2 separate regions of the Mus musculus genome follow, and region 2 is linked to region 1. The links are chromatin contacts, called in public Micro-C maps. All regions are on one chromosome and are shown on one strand. The core of a region is the stretch at or near the end of the contact, and the rest is flanking DNA. Distances in the headings are between cores, read along the strand shown.

What was found. A called contact is a pair of places that touch in the nucleus more often than the background predicts.
Region 2: a Micro-C map of the G1E-ER4 cell line shows a contact between it and region 1, with 2.4 times the contacts expected there. The contact joins two enhancer-like sites. A contact is called at or near these places in 1 of 39 promoter capture datasets (cranial neural crest), 4 of 484 Hi-C or Micro-C datasets (the G1E-ER4 cell line, gonadal supporting cells and nephron progenitors) and 3 of 115 datasets of contacts at active chromatin or transcription factors (embryonic basal ganglia, embryonic midbrain and forebrain).

What each region holds. Positions count from the first base shown.
Region 1 is chr5:120,191,451-120,197,059 of GRCm38.p6, forward strand. The region is part of intron 23 of Rbm19 (RNA binding motif protein 19); the gene reads left to right. Among named protein-coding and RNA genes, the nearest start is that of Gm31836, 41 kb to the right of the region's middle. Within about 2 kb of position 3,336, at least 53 of the 459 cell types and tissues checked have an H3K27ac peak or open chromatin away from gene starts, as enhancers often do. A contact at or near this core is called in the G1E-ER4 cell line, embryonic basal ganglia and forebrain, where this site is marked.
Region 2 is chr5:120,600,995-120,606,993 of GRCm38.p6, forward strand. Iqcd (IQ motif containing D) reads left to right here. Exons shown (of 5, transcript NM_029408.2): 3 at 1,332-1,565; 4 at 4,135-4,206; 5 at 5,641-5,999. The coding sequence ends at 5,991. Among named protein-coding and RNA genes, the nearest start is that of Rita1, 8.6 kb to the right of the region's middle. Within about 2 kb of position 4,422, at least 91 of the 459 cell types and tissues checked have an H3K27ac peak or open chromatin away from gene starts, as enhancers often do. A contact at or near this core is called in the G1E-ER4 cell line, embryonic basal ganglia and forebrain, where this site is marked.

The sequences.
Region 1 (5,609 bases), core at 2,086-4,585:
AGGGAAGGTGGTGCATCTAATATGGCAACTAGAACAAGCCTTCCCAGGAAGTCAGCTTTTCTGTGTGATTGCAAGGGACCAGCCAGCCAAAGACCTACAGGAGAAACAGTACAAACCCAGGTGCCCACCAATGCAAAGGCCATGGGGCAGAAGTGTGTTTACTACTGGAGCTCCAGCATGGAGAGTAGAAACCAAACAGGAGAAGCCAGCAGGGGTCTGGCCATCGGTGACAGGAAGCCTGACTTTGCTCATGTTGCCCTGGGAAGCCCTGGAAGACTAAATCAAAGGCCAGCATCAACTAACCTCGTGAGTCTACATTGTTGTTGTTGCTCCGTGGGGATAGCTCTGGAACCAGGCCCAGGGATCACACTGGGGTCATCCAAAGATGGTGGCCAGGACCACAGCCAAAGGCTGCAGGGCGGAAAGCAGCCAGGAGACTGGCTGTGTTGGGAGCGGGTCGAGCTGGCCAGGGTGGCATAGAGAAGGCAGGCGAGAAGCAAGGGTGGGGCCCAGCTGCTGCGCAAGCCCTGGAAGCCAAAAACAGGTGCGGAGTGGGGAGTCTGACCAAGCTGGGTCTGAGATATCCCAGGATGCCCCAGGGATATTAGCAAATAGATGGATGAGTTCAGAGCTCCGGGCGAAGGCTGAGCTGCGATATAAATTTGAAGTTATCAGCATACAGATGATATTTAAAGCCTGCCAGCGTTTCCCACACACCCCCACCCCACACCTCCATCATCGACAAGATGGCACGCTTTTGAAAGACCAGGGACCACAAGAGCCCGTTATCCCCCATCAGCCCCTGCAAATGGGCCTCCTTGATCTGAGCCGTGAAGACATAATCATCAGGCTTTCAAAATCATAGGCAGAAAGTTCAAGCAAGTATGTGAAGTCACAGAATTTATTATTCAAAACATCCCCTGGCCTGCCTCCTTCCAACTCCCTGGAGATGGGGGTTTTGTGTAAGCTCTACATTTCAGCCCTTCATCTGGGCACCTCTCACTCTTCCCAAGACCTGGTTGTGTCAGTCCTTCCTCTGGATACCCCAGACTGTCACTCTAGGTCCCAGGAGGACACGGGGTATACAAGAGGGCTTTGATCCTGACTCCTGGTTGCATCAATGGCTCCTGCCTCGAGAGGTCAGGATACTTATCACTCCCTCCCCTGGTTGCCACAGCTGGTAACAGGAATTGAGGCTCACAAAGTGGAACTCTGTGGGCCCAGGCAGCTTCTAGCCAAGGTGCAGGTGGACGGGGTCCTGTGTCAGGGCCTCTAGACAGCAACCTCATCTCCCAGTGAAAGTATACTGGGAGCCTGCAGGTCCTTGGGGCCTGCTGGGGCAGGTGTGGCCCAGCCACGCCCCCTGCTTCCCTCTAACCGCCCCCCCACAACCACACACACACCTGAGCCTCCCACTCTTAAGAGATGTGACAATACCCTGTACATTGTGCCTCCCTCCCCTGGGAGCGACTGTCCGTGCGAGGAAGGGACCTGCTCCCAATCCCACTAAATTGTTATTGACTTGTGTTCTGTGCGTTCTGCAAACATTTCACTCAGCCGTCGCCGGCAAGCCCACGAATCCCTGCTAGGGCTAACGGGGAAGCCAGCTGTGCCGGGCCATCTCGCCTGCTCCTTCTCATCGATCACAGAATTAAACTGACAGAAGTACCGCAGGGCAGTGTGGGAGGGGCAGGGCCTGGCCACCATCCTGGGCGGGGCCCACAGACCCAGAGGGTACAGGCTGGCCAGCATACCTGACATGCAGCCTGGCCCAACCAGGGGAAGCCAGGGAACAGCTTCAGTGGCGGCCTCAAGTGCCTGTGATAGGCAACAAGAAGCACGCAGACCAGCAGCCACCAGCTGAGCCATCGGTGTCTTGCCTGCAACATGTTGAACACAAAACAGTATTGGATTCATCACTGTTTGGCCACTGGAAGATCTGACCTGGAAATCAGTTTCAAGGCATTCATAGGAAATCAGATCCGGCCACCCTGGTCCCACACCCCACACAGAAGCCTGTAGAGCCACTGTGCATTTATGAGATGTGTGTTTCCTGTTGCCCAGTCCACGGCACACGGCCCTCCCAATGCTGGGACTCCTGCTTACTCCACAGCCACGTGTCTCTGTGTCATCTCAGCTTGGACCCAGGAGGAAGAAAAGATCATAATGAAAATGAGCCTCCAGGCTAAGCAGGGCTGCAGGAGCCTGTGGGAGCCTCCACTCTCCCAAGACTGCACAGGGTTCCCAGCCCTGGTAGCCCACACTCACATAGGCCAAGGACAGAAGACCCCAGGTCAGTGTGGGCCCCTTCCCTATCTTGGGTTAAGCCCACCGTGATCGAGGTTGGGGTTCCACATGCACAGGGCCAATCCAGTTATCTGGACCTCCAGGCAGGAAGATGCCCAGGATGGACATCTTGGAGAGAAGTTAGCCTGTGGCCACTTTACAACCTCCCACCATTTAGGTCCCTTCCTCACTGGGCAGAATCACAGTGGAGAATGTGTCTGTGAGAAGCAAACCCCACTCACTGCCTACCTTACTTGAATAAGATCCACATCCCTGCCCTTTGAGGTGGGTCTGTTGGGCTTACTGTTGTGTGAATACTGTCCTGTGACTCACTCTGCTTCTGCTTCTGTTGCCGAGACTGAGGGTAGAGCTGTCACTTTCCACTGCAAGGCAAGTGTCAGTGGGACACTTGGCTATGATGTGAGGAAAAGGCCCCCAGAGTGAGCTCAGCACCATGTAGAGAGCCAGTCTGTACCCACAGGGCTTCCCCACAGCTCAGGGCTCATGTACCCAACTTGTGGGATTCCCCACAGGCACTTAGAGACCTGACCCTGCCTGTGTCCCAGCTCAGCCACGGCAGCTCAGCCCCTTCTGCTGGGTGCTGGCCGTCAGAGTCACTTGATGGTACATTTAACACTTCTTGTCTATCTTGGCCGGTGCCTTCTGGCAACTGAGTGTTCACCCTTGTGCTAGCCAAAGTCCTGAAGGCCCTGTGGCTTGTCACTTCCTGCATTTCTAAACAGGATCTCGCCATTGTCCAGGCTGGCTGCTCACCACCAGGCTCAGACCATCTTCCTGTGCCAGCCTCCCTGGTCCTGGGGTACCAGGCATGGCCAGCACATGCAACTTGTGCTTAGACGCTTCGTCTTCATTCGGGAACTGAGCCCAAACAGGGAAAGCAACTGGCTTGCATGCAGCCTCCATCCAGAGTGGCAGGGTCTGCTGCAGGCCTGCTGGCTTCCCCTTCTGGGCCGCCTCTGTCTCGCCTGCCTCTTCACGGAGCCCTTCCAGCGTCCTTTCTCCCTGTCAGCCCTGCTCTCCTCCCCAGCCTCCCTCTCCTCCCATGAAGCCTTTCTCCTGTCTTCCCACAGTCCCCCGCCTGCCCGCCCGTGCCTTCCATGCAGGCGACATTGCCAGCCAGGGAAGGGAAAAAAAGATGCGGGCTGGCATTCTGTCAAGGAATTAATTGAAAAATAAAACCATTAGGTGGGAACTGGAGAAATGCAGAAGTGGGTGTTTGGAGGTTGGGGGGAGGGGGCAGGACTGGGGGGCTGTTGGGGGCCGGCCGAGCTTTTTGTTGAGTTCATTTCTCGGTATTGATGTTTGGTGACAGTCACTTGTTGTTTATCTCCAGGAGCAGCTGCGCTGTGGAAGGAAAATGCGCGGCTTGTTCCGTTTATTTATTTCACACCTTCCCTGGGTTCTGCTTTGTGTTTGTTTGGTGAAGGCCCACGGAGGCCTCCGACATGGGGAAGCGGGGTTTCCACAGCTGTTCCTGCCAGGCGGAGCCGGCACTCCATGTGGAGGCAGGCCAGTGGGGGTGGGGGGCTGGGTGGCAGCAGTGAAGACGAGAAATGGGGGTGAGTGGCCCAACCCCCATCCCTGGCTGTAGACTTGAACCTGACCCATCAGTAAGGTGCACCCACCCCATCCTTACGGCCACCCCAGGAGGTGGCAGAGAGCAGGGGTGACATGCTCAGGGTGACTTGGCTGGTGATGGCAGATGGGCACTACAGAAAGCAGCTGTTCAGAAAGTGCATGAAGACTTGGGCTAAGGAACCCTACTCTGAGCAAAGACAGGCTGGTGCTGTGAGCACAGGCTGAAGGCAGTGGCTACCATGAAGCAGTCCCCAAGGCTTCCTCCCTGAGGACTGTTAGCAGGGCAGTGTTCAGAGGTCCTGGCCAAGAGTCAGTTGGCTCCTGGCTGGGGTCCCAGGCAGGTGTTGCCCAGGTCTCTGTGATGAGAGAGAAGTGTGTGTGTGTGTGTGTGTGTGTGTGTGTGTGTGTGTGCACGCGCGCACATGCGTGCGCGAGTTTGTGTAGCAAGGTATTCATGGAAACCATTCATGGCTTCATACATTCTTCTCTCTGCTCCTTTTGCCATAGCCTGATCCCTTTGAGCCCGGTTGTACCCTGGCCCTCTTCAGTCAGTCTATCAGTCTCTCAGTAGACATTTACTGAGGGCTGCTTGTATTAAGACAGTTCTGGGCATTGGAGCACAGGGGCAGGCATGATAGGCATCCCTGCCTTCCAGCAAGAGACAAACAGCAGCAAAGCCAAAAGGTCTTAGGGGTACTGTGGGGCACCCAGGGATGCTTCACCACAGGCATGAGGCCCCTGAGCAGCCCAGTAGAGCATTCTAGATAGGCCACAGCAGTGCAAAGGCCCTGAGGTGAGAGGAATGGGTACAGGATAGGGAAGGGGCCGGCTCCTGTGGACTGGTTGCCAACAATATGACAGTTTGGCTTCCCCCAGGAACAGGGCAAAGTTCTGCAGGAGAGGGAGTTGGGCTCTAGAGTTGGCTTGACAGGGTCTCTCTGTGCTGGAAGGACCATCATAATGGCAGAAGGGGTCTGCTCTGAAACAGCAAGGACACCTGAGGGACACCTGCCCCCTGCAGCTTCTCCCCAGCCAGTCTGTCCTGGATCACCACCCAAGCAGCAGCGGGAGGGGCACCAGATAAATCCAGCGGGGGTGGGGGGCCCCGCTTTGTTGTTGTCTATTTCCAGCCCTATTACCTGCCCACGATCCAATTTCCTGAGGCCATTGTGCATCGGGCATGAGGCACGGAGTGAAGAGAGGACACCGCAGGGAGTCGGGAGTCGGGCTGCTTCCTCCCCTTTCCACAGTCAGCCATGATGGGCAGAGCCGCCAGACCTCAGCTCTCAGCCAGTGCCCCCACCTCCCTTGTCTCCAGGCAGCGCTGCTGCAGCTCTGTTCATGCCTCTCCCACCCAGGGGTCTCATAGGAGCCCCAGCCAGGGACACGGTCCCAAACAGAAGAGCTTGGTGCATGGTGGGAGAGGGGAGGCTCAGGCTGTGCCAAGGAAGTGTGGGGAACTGGGGCAAAACAGACCAGGGTGTGACCTCTGCCAGCCTGGGGGTGACTCAGAAAGCAGCATGCAGCTACAGAGGGCTGCCTGTGGGCTCGGGTCTCAGGGGGCAGCCACAGCTAAAGTGTGGAAGCACCTAGGAAAGGCCAAGCTAACGGAGAGGGGGTGAGAGCAGCTGGGCCACGGACCGCCATCGAGGGCAGGGTCCATATCCTTATAAATATGGGAGGCATGAGATGAGAGGGATTCCTGACCCACCCCGGAAAGAGCC
Region 2 (5,999 bases), core at 3,172-5,671, 410 kb after region 1:
TGTAGGAAAAGCCCAACCTCCGGAGCTCAAGGAAGGACAAGGGCAGGGCGCTATCAAGGGATGATGTAAGAGAACTAAATCCTGGCCAGAAGGACTAGGGACAGCGCCACTAAGACAGGGAGGACACAGAAAGCGGGATTGAGCCAGACAAGCAAGGCAGACCTTCCCAGCCAGGGGTTGGCAAAGTGTCTGTGTCACTGGCTAAGTGGGTCCTTTGTCTCGGGTAAGATAGACACCAGACATGTGGGGGAGGAGTTGGAGAGATGGCTCAGAGGTTAAAAGTGCAGGCTTTTGTCTGTTGGAGTCAGGGTCTCACTCTACAGCCTTGACTGGCCTGGAACGCCATAGAATCCCACCTGCCTGTGCCTCCCAAGTGTTGGGATTAAAGGCATGCGCCACCACTCCCAGTACACATTGCTCTTACAGAGCAACAGAGGTCAGTTCCCAGGCCCTCTGGCCAGCTGCTTGCAAACACTGTTTACTCCAGCTCTCCCGGGGAATCTCACGCCCTCTGCTGGACACCACAGGCACCTGCATTCACTTGCATGGGGCCAGGCATGGCTCCGTGAAGACAAAGCCTTCTGTGCGAGCCAGGGGATTTGAGTGTGGGCTCCAGAGCCACTCTGTTCCCTGAGACTGGGCAGGCAGGGACAGGAGTCAGTGGCCCACCAGCCTAGCATAGCCAACAAGCTCCAGGCCAAAGAGAGAGGTGTATGACAGTTGAGGCTGTACACACAAAGGCTGTACACACAAGCACACACATGCACACATGCAGGCCACTCTATAGCTGTGAACACAGAGCTGTGACATCCAAAGCTTCCGCAGGCAGCTTAAAGTGCACCTGTACCTGCATTCCAACCAGCCCCACCCCCACCCAGATTTTCCTAGAGAGCGTATTAGAATGAGTCTCAGATCTGTTGCATCTTGGCAGCTGTGGGTCGTCCATGGCTACTGTCTTCCTGCACACACTTGCCAGCTTTCTTTCTGGCTCCATATCCCATCTCCAAAGGGTCACACATCCCACACACTGGGCTCAGTGAGCTAACGGTCTCAACATGTCTCTGTTGTTAGTGTGGAAGCAGCCATGGAGAGTATCAGGACTGAAGGGCTGTGTCCCAATAATACTTTATTGACAGCTATGGCTGGCTGGATTTGCCCTGTAGGCCTTGGCCAACCCCTTTCCTAGGGGAGGGGAGCATGTGGTCCCAGGCCGGAGAGACGCATAAGCCCCTAGGGGAGGGGCACAACCAAAGGCCAGCTGTCCTGTGACTGGGAGTGGGAGGACTGCGTGGCTATTAAATAGGGCCCTGTCCTCATTCGTCCTGGCCTAGGTGGAGAAGGAGAACTTTGTGATCCAGGAGCTGAAGAACCATCTGCACCAGGTGTTCAAGTTTTCGGAGAACAGCCTCCTCCGCACGAAGCAGGAGGCCGAGAAGCAGCAGAAGGTGGATTTCCGGGCCTCCCAGGTCAGGCTGGCCAAGACGCAGCAAGATATCCTGGCGCTTCGGGCACAGTACCACAACCTGGTCATGGAGAACCGGGAGGCAGAGCAGGCACTAAGGAAGGTGCCCTGAGGTCTCAGGGGTACAGTGGGGGTGGGGGTGGGGGTGGGGGGCAGCAGGGCTGGCCCAGGGGTGCGAAAGCCCAAGATAGGTGGGATCTCCTGGGAGGTGGGAAGGGGAAGCAGCCAAACCAAGAGTTGGGTCAAGGAGGTCAAATCCCCATCCCAGAATTAGGGCACTAAAGCTCAGTGACCTCCCCAAAGTCCCTGGGCTCCCCTGAGCCCGAAAGGATGATGGCCCCTTCTTGAAGTAGCTCGTGACCCTCAGGCAAACTGAACAGGACCCTTCCGTGTCTGGTTCTCATGAGCTCTGAGGAAGCATAGCTGGAAGTGTGGGCACAGCGCGTGCTGTGAGCATGTGCCAAGCATGGCTGCTTTGTTTGTTCCCTGTCTCAACCGTGCTCCAACCACCTCTCAAGTCTCTTTCCGAGGACACCTTCTTACAGACCAGTCCCCAGTCTTTTCCAGTGTCCTGACTCTCTGAGAATCTCATGGAAGTTGTGTGTCTCCAGACAAAAGGCCGAGGTCTGCACTAGATTGGTGGACAGTCCCAGAGGGTCACGGGGGTGTGGGGGGTGGGAGTGCTGAAGCCAGCCTGCCTTCAGGGCCCACACTGAGAACAGCTCTGGGGAATCTAGAGGCTCCTTTGGTTTTGTTAAAGACGACGACGCAGAGCTGGGAGGACGGCTCGGCGAGGGAAAGGCCCTTTGCAGTCAAGCCTGATACCCTGAGTTCAATCCCCAGGACCCATAGGATAGGAGAGAACCCATTCCTGCAAGTTGTCCTCTTCCCCCTGCCCACATTCCACTATTGTTTTTGTGCATGCACACACACACACACACACACACACCAATGAAAAGACAGTCAATGCACTCCAAAGAAGTCTCCAACTCACAGCAGTCCTCTACCCCATCCCCCCACTCCTTTGCCAAGGGCTGTGATCACATGCACCCATCACGACACCCACTATCTGCTCCTTTTCATTTGAGGTAAAAATCCACATAAAATACAAATATCCATTTAAAAGCAGCCCACTTGGTATCATGTGGACAGTTTCCTGCAATGCGTCTAGAGGGGGAAAGGAGGTGGGGGGGAGGGGGGAGCACAGCAAGACGGCTCAGTCTTTAACGGAGACTGCTGCCAAGCCGGACAAACTGACTCTGATCCCTGGGACCCCTGTGGTGGCAGGAGAGACCCAACTCCCGCCAGCTGTCTTCTGACCTCCATATATGCCTGGTGACACAGTGCCCACTTACCTCCCACACACAAAATAAATAAATGGAATTACATTTTTTAGTTTAAAATTTAAAAAAAATTAAAACTCTCACTGCCCGTAGGCAGGACGCTCCCCCTCATCCCAGCTCTGGCAGCTGCTCATCCTCCATTATGGCACGTCCTGTGAACGGAGTCTGCTTTTTTGCTCTGGCTTCTCCCTCGCCACCATCCCCAAGTCCACCCCTGGTGAAGGCCATGCCTTTGCTCCATTCATTTCTGTGGTCCCATCACATCCCATTTTATGTATGGGGGGGGTTTATTTACTGAGACAGGGTCTCGCTGTGTAGCCCTGACTGTCCTGGAACTTGCTATGTAGACCAGGCTGGCCTTGAACTTGGAGATCCACCTGCCTCTGGGTTCTGGGATCAAAGCACTGTACCTGGTCCATGTGTTTTCTTCTTTCAATTTCGATTCTTTCTAAAAAAAAAAAAAAATTTTATTTATTTATTTATTTTATGTATATGAGTACACTGTAGGTGTACAGATGGTTGTGAGCCTTCATGTGGTTGCTGGGAATTGAACTCAGGATCTCTGCTTTCTCCAGCCCCACTTGCTCCTGCTCCAGGCCCCGCTCCCTCTGGCCCAAAGATTTATTTATTATTATATGTAAGTACACTGTAGCTGTCTTCAGACACCCCAGAAGAGGGCATCAGATCTCATTACGGATGGTTGTGAGCCACCATATGGTTTCTGGGATTTGAACTCAGGACCTCCAGAAGAGCAGTCAGTGCTCTTAACTGCTGAGCCATCTCACCAGCATCCTCAATTCTGATTTTATGTACACGGTTGTATTGCCTACATGTATGTCTGTGCACTGCATGTGTGCAGTGTCGTCAGAGGCCCAGAAGAAGATGCTGGATCCTCTGGAACTGGAGTTACCGAGGTTCGTGAGCTAGGACTTGAACCTGGGTCCTCTGGAAGAGAAACTCGAGCTCTTAACTGCTGAGCCCTCTCTCCAGCCCCAAATGTTTTTTGAATTAATTTGTAAGTACTGGGGATCGTGCTAGGCAAAGGTTTTGAGCCTCACCTCCAGCTGGGAGCTCACCCTTTAAAAAAGATTATTATTGTGTGTGTGTGCATGTTGTGTTTGTGTGTGTGTGTGTGTGTGTGTGTGTGTGTGTGTGTGTATGTACCTATGGACATACAGGTACCACAATGCCTGTATGGAGATTGGGAGAACCCTGCTATCAGCTCCCTGCTGCCCCCTTGTGGCGCCAGAGAATTAGTTTAAGTCCTAAGTGCCTCTACCACCTACTGAGCCAACTTAAAGGGCCCTGCCTGGACGTTTTTGTTTTAAGAAAAAATACAAAGTGGAGACAGAAATCGAGAACTGGATCCAGAAATATGACATGGAGATGGGCGAGAAGCAGGTACGTGCCGGGGGTTCCTCCTGAGGGATTGGGGGAGGGAGGGTCGGGTAGGAGCTGCTCAAGGTGGCCTAGGTATGAGACTCCTCCCCTGGAGACCCTTTGAAAGAGAGAAGCTGAAACTGCTGAAATCCAGATTCATCCTGAAGCACGTGGCTCCACCTAATAGCCACCTCCCATGGTCCTCTCACAGCCCGGCTCAGCTCCTGCCTGCTCCCGGTTCACAGGCGAGCCCTCCTCCCCCACCCCCACATCACTCTGCACCCAAAAGGTCCAGGTGCCAGGCTCCCGAATAAAGCAGGGAATCGAGACGGTTCTCACTGTCGTCTGAAGGTTTCAAACTGGCATCGCTCATGAGCTGTGCCCCCTGATAGATCTGTAGATGCTGGTGGGAGGGAGGGATAGAGAGGAGGAGGAAGGAGGGCACAGAGTAGCTGGGAATAAGAGGAAAGGGAGAGGGAGAGGGAGAGAGCGGGGGGGGGGAGGGGGGGAGAGGAGGAGGAGGAGAAGGAGGAGGAGGAGGAGGAGGAGGAGGAAGAAGACGACTCGGACCAAGAAGAAGATATTTTTTAAGGGCCCACCCCACTACCCTTCCACGAACTACTTCCTCCCGGAAGGGCTCTCCTCCTGTCTGTTTAGCGATCAATGCATCCACTGGGTAACCCAGAGATGAGCTTGGAGCTTTCCCGATTCAGTCACTACTCAACAGCGCCACCTAGTGGGTACCAGGTCTCCAAACCAAGTGTCTGTGAAGGACCAGTTCATACTGAAACCCGAAGGTCTCTTGATCCCAGAAACTGGCCCTGGTATTTGGAATTGTCCCAGTGTTTCAAGTGAGGAAAACCAGAGCTCTCCTAAAGGTGGAGAGAAGCTAACAGATGGGATGCTAGCTCAGTAGGATGCTTGCCATGCAAACCTGAGGACCCAAGTTCGCATCCCCTGCATCCCATGTGAGAAGTGAAGGCGGCAATGTGCACCTGTGGTCACAGTGCTGGGGAGGGCACAGGCAGGCTGATCCTGGGAGTTTGCTGTCCAGCTAGCTCAGTCACATCAGCAAGCTCCAGGTTCAGTGAGAGAGCCTGGCCTCAGGAAGTAGGGTGGAGAGCCCGAGGAGGACACGTGACCTTGACCACCAGCCTCCACCTATAGTCACACACACACACACACACACACACACACACACACACACACACACACACACTGCATTTATTCACATGTGCATTTACACAAGAACAAAAGCACATAGGTTTGCACAACTCACCACCCTTGGTCCTCCCTCCTTTCTGAGATCTGCTCAGCCGGGTCTTTCCTGGAGCGAACCCAGGTATAAATATACAGACAGGCTCTGTATCCTACCTGGCTGGGCTGGAAGCCGGGCATGGGGAACGGGGAGGCCATGCCGGGTGCTGCGCACCTCCAGCCATGCCCCTCGCATAGGACGAATACGAGGACCTGGAGAGCATCCACAAGGAGGAGAAGCTGCAGCTGGAGGAGCTGAGGGAAAGGCACGCGGTGCTGGTGGAGGAGTTCTCTCAGATCCGGGCCGAGAGCGAGATCAATTCCAAGAAGCGGGTGGAGGCAGAGCGCGAGATGGTGCGCATGGTGAGAGCCGCCACGCTCATCCAGGCGGTGTGGAAGGGCTACCTGGTGCGCTCCATACTCAGGTCCAAGAAGAAGAAGCGGGGCAAGGGGAAGGGCAAAGACAAGGGGAAGGGCAAGGAGAAGCCCAAGGAAGAAAAGGCCAAGGAGAAGAAACCCAAGGCCAAGGGCAAAGGCAAGAAGAAGTGACCACATCC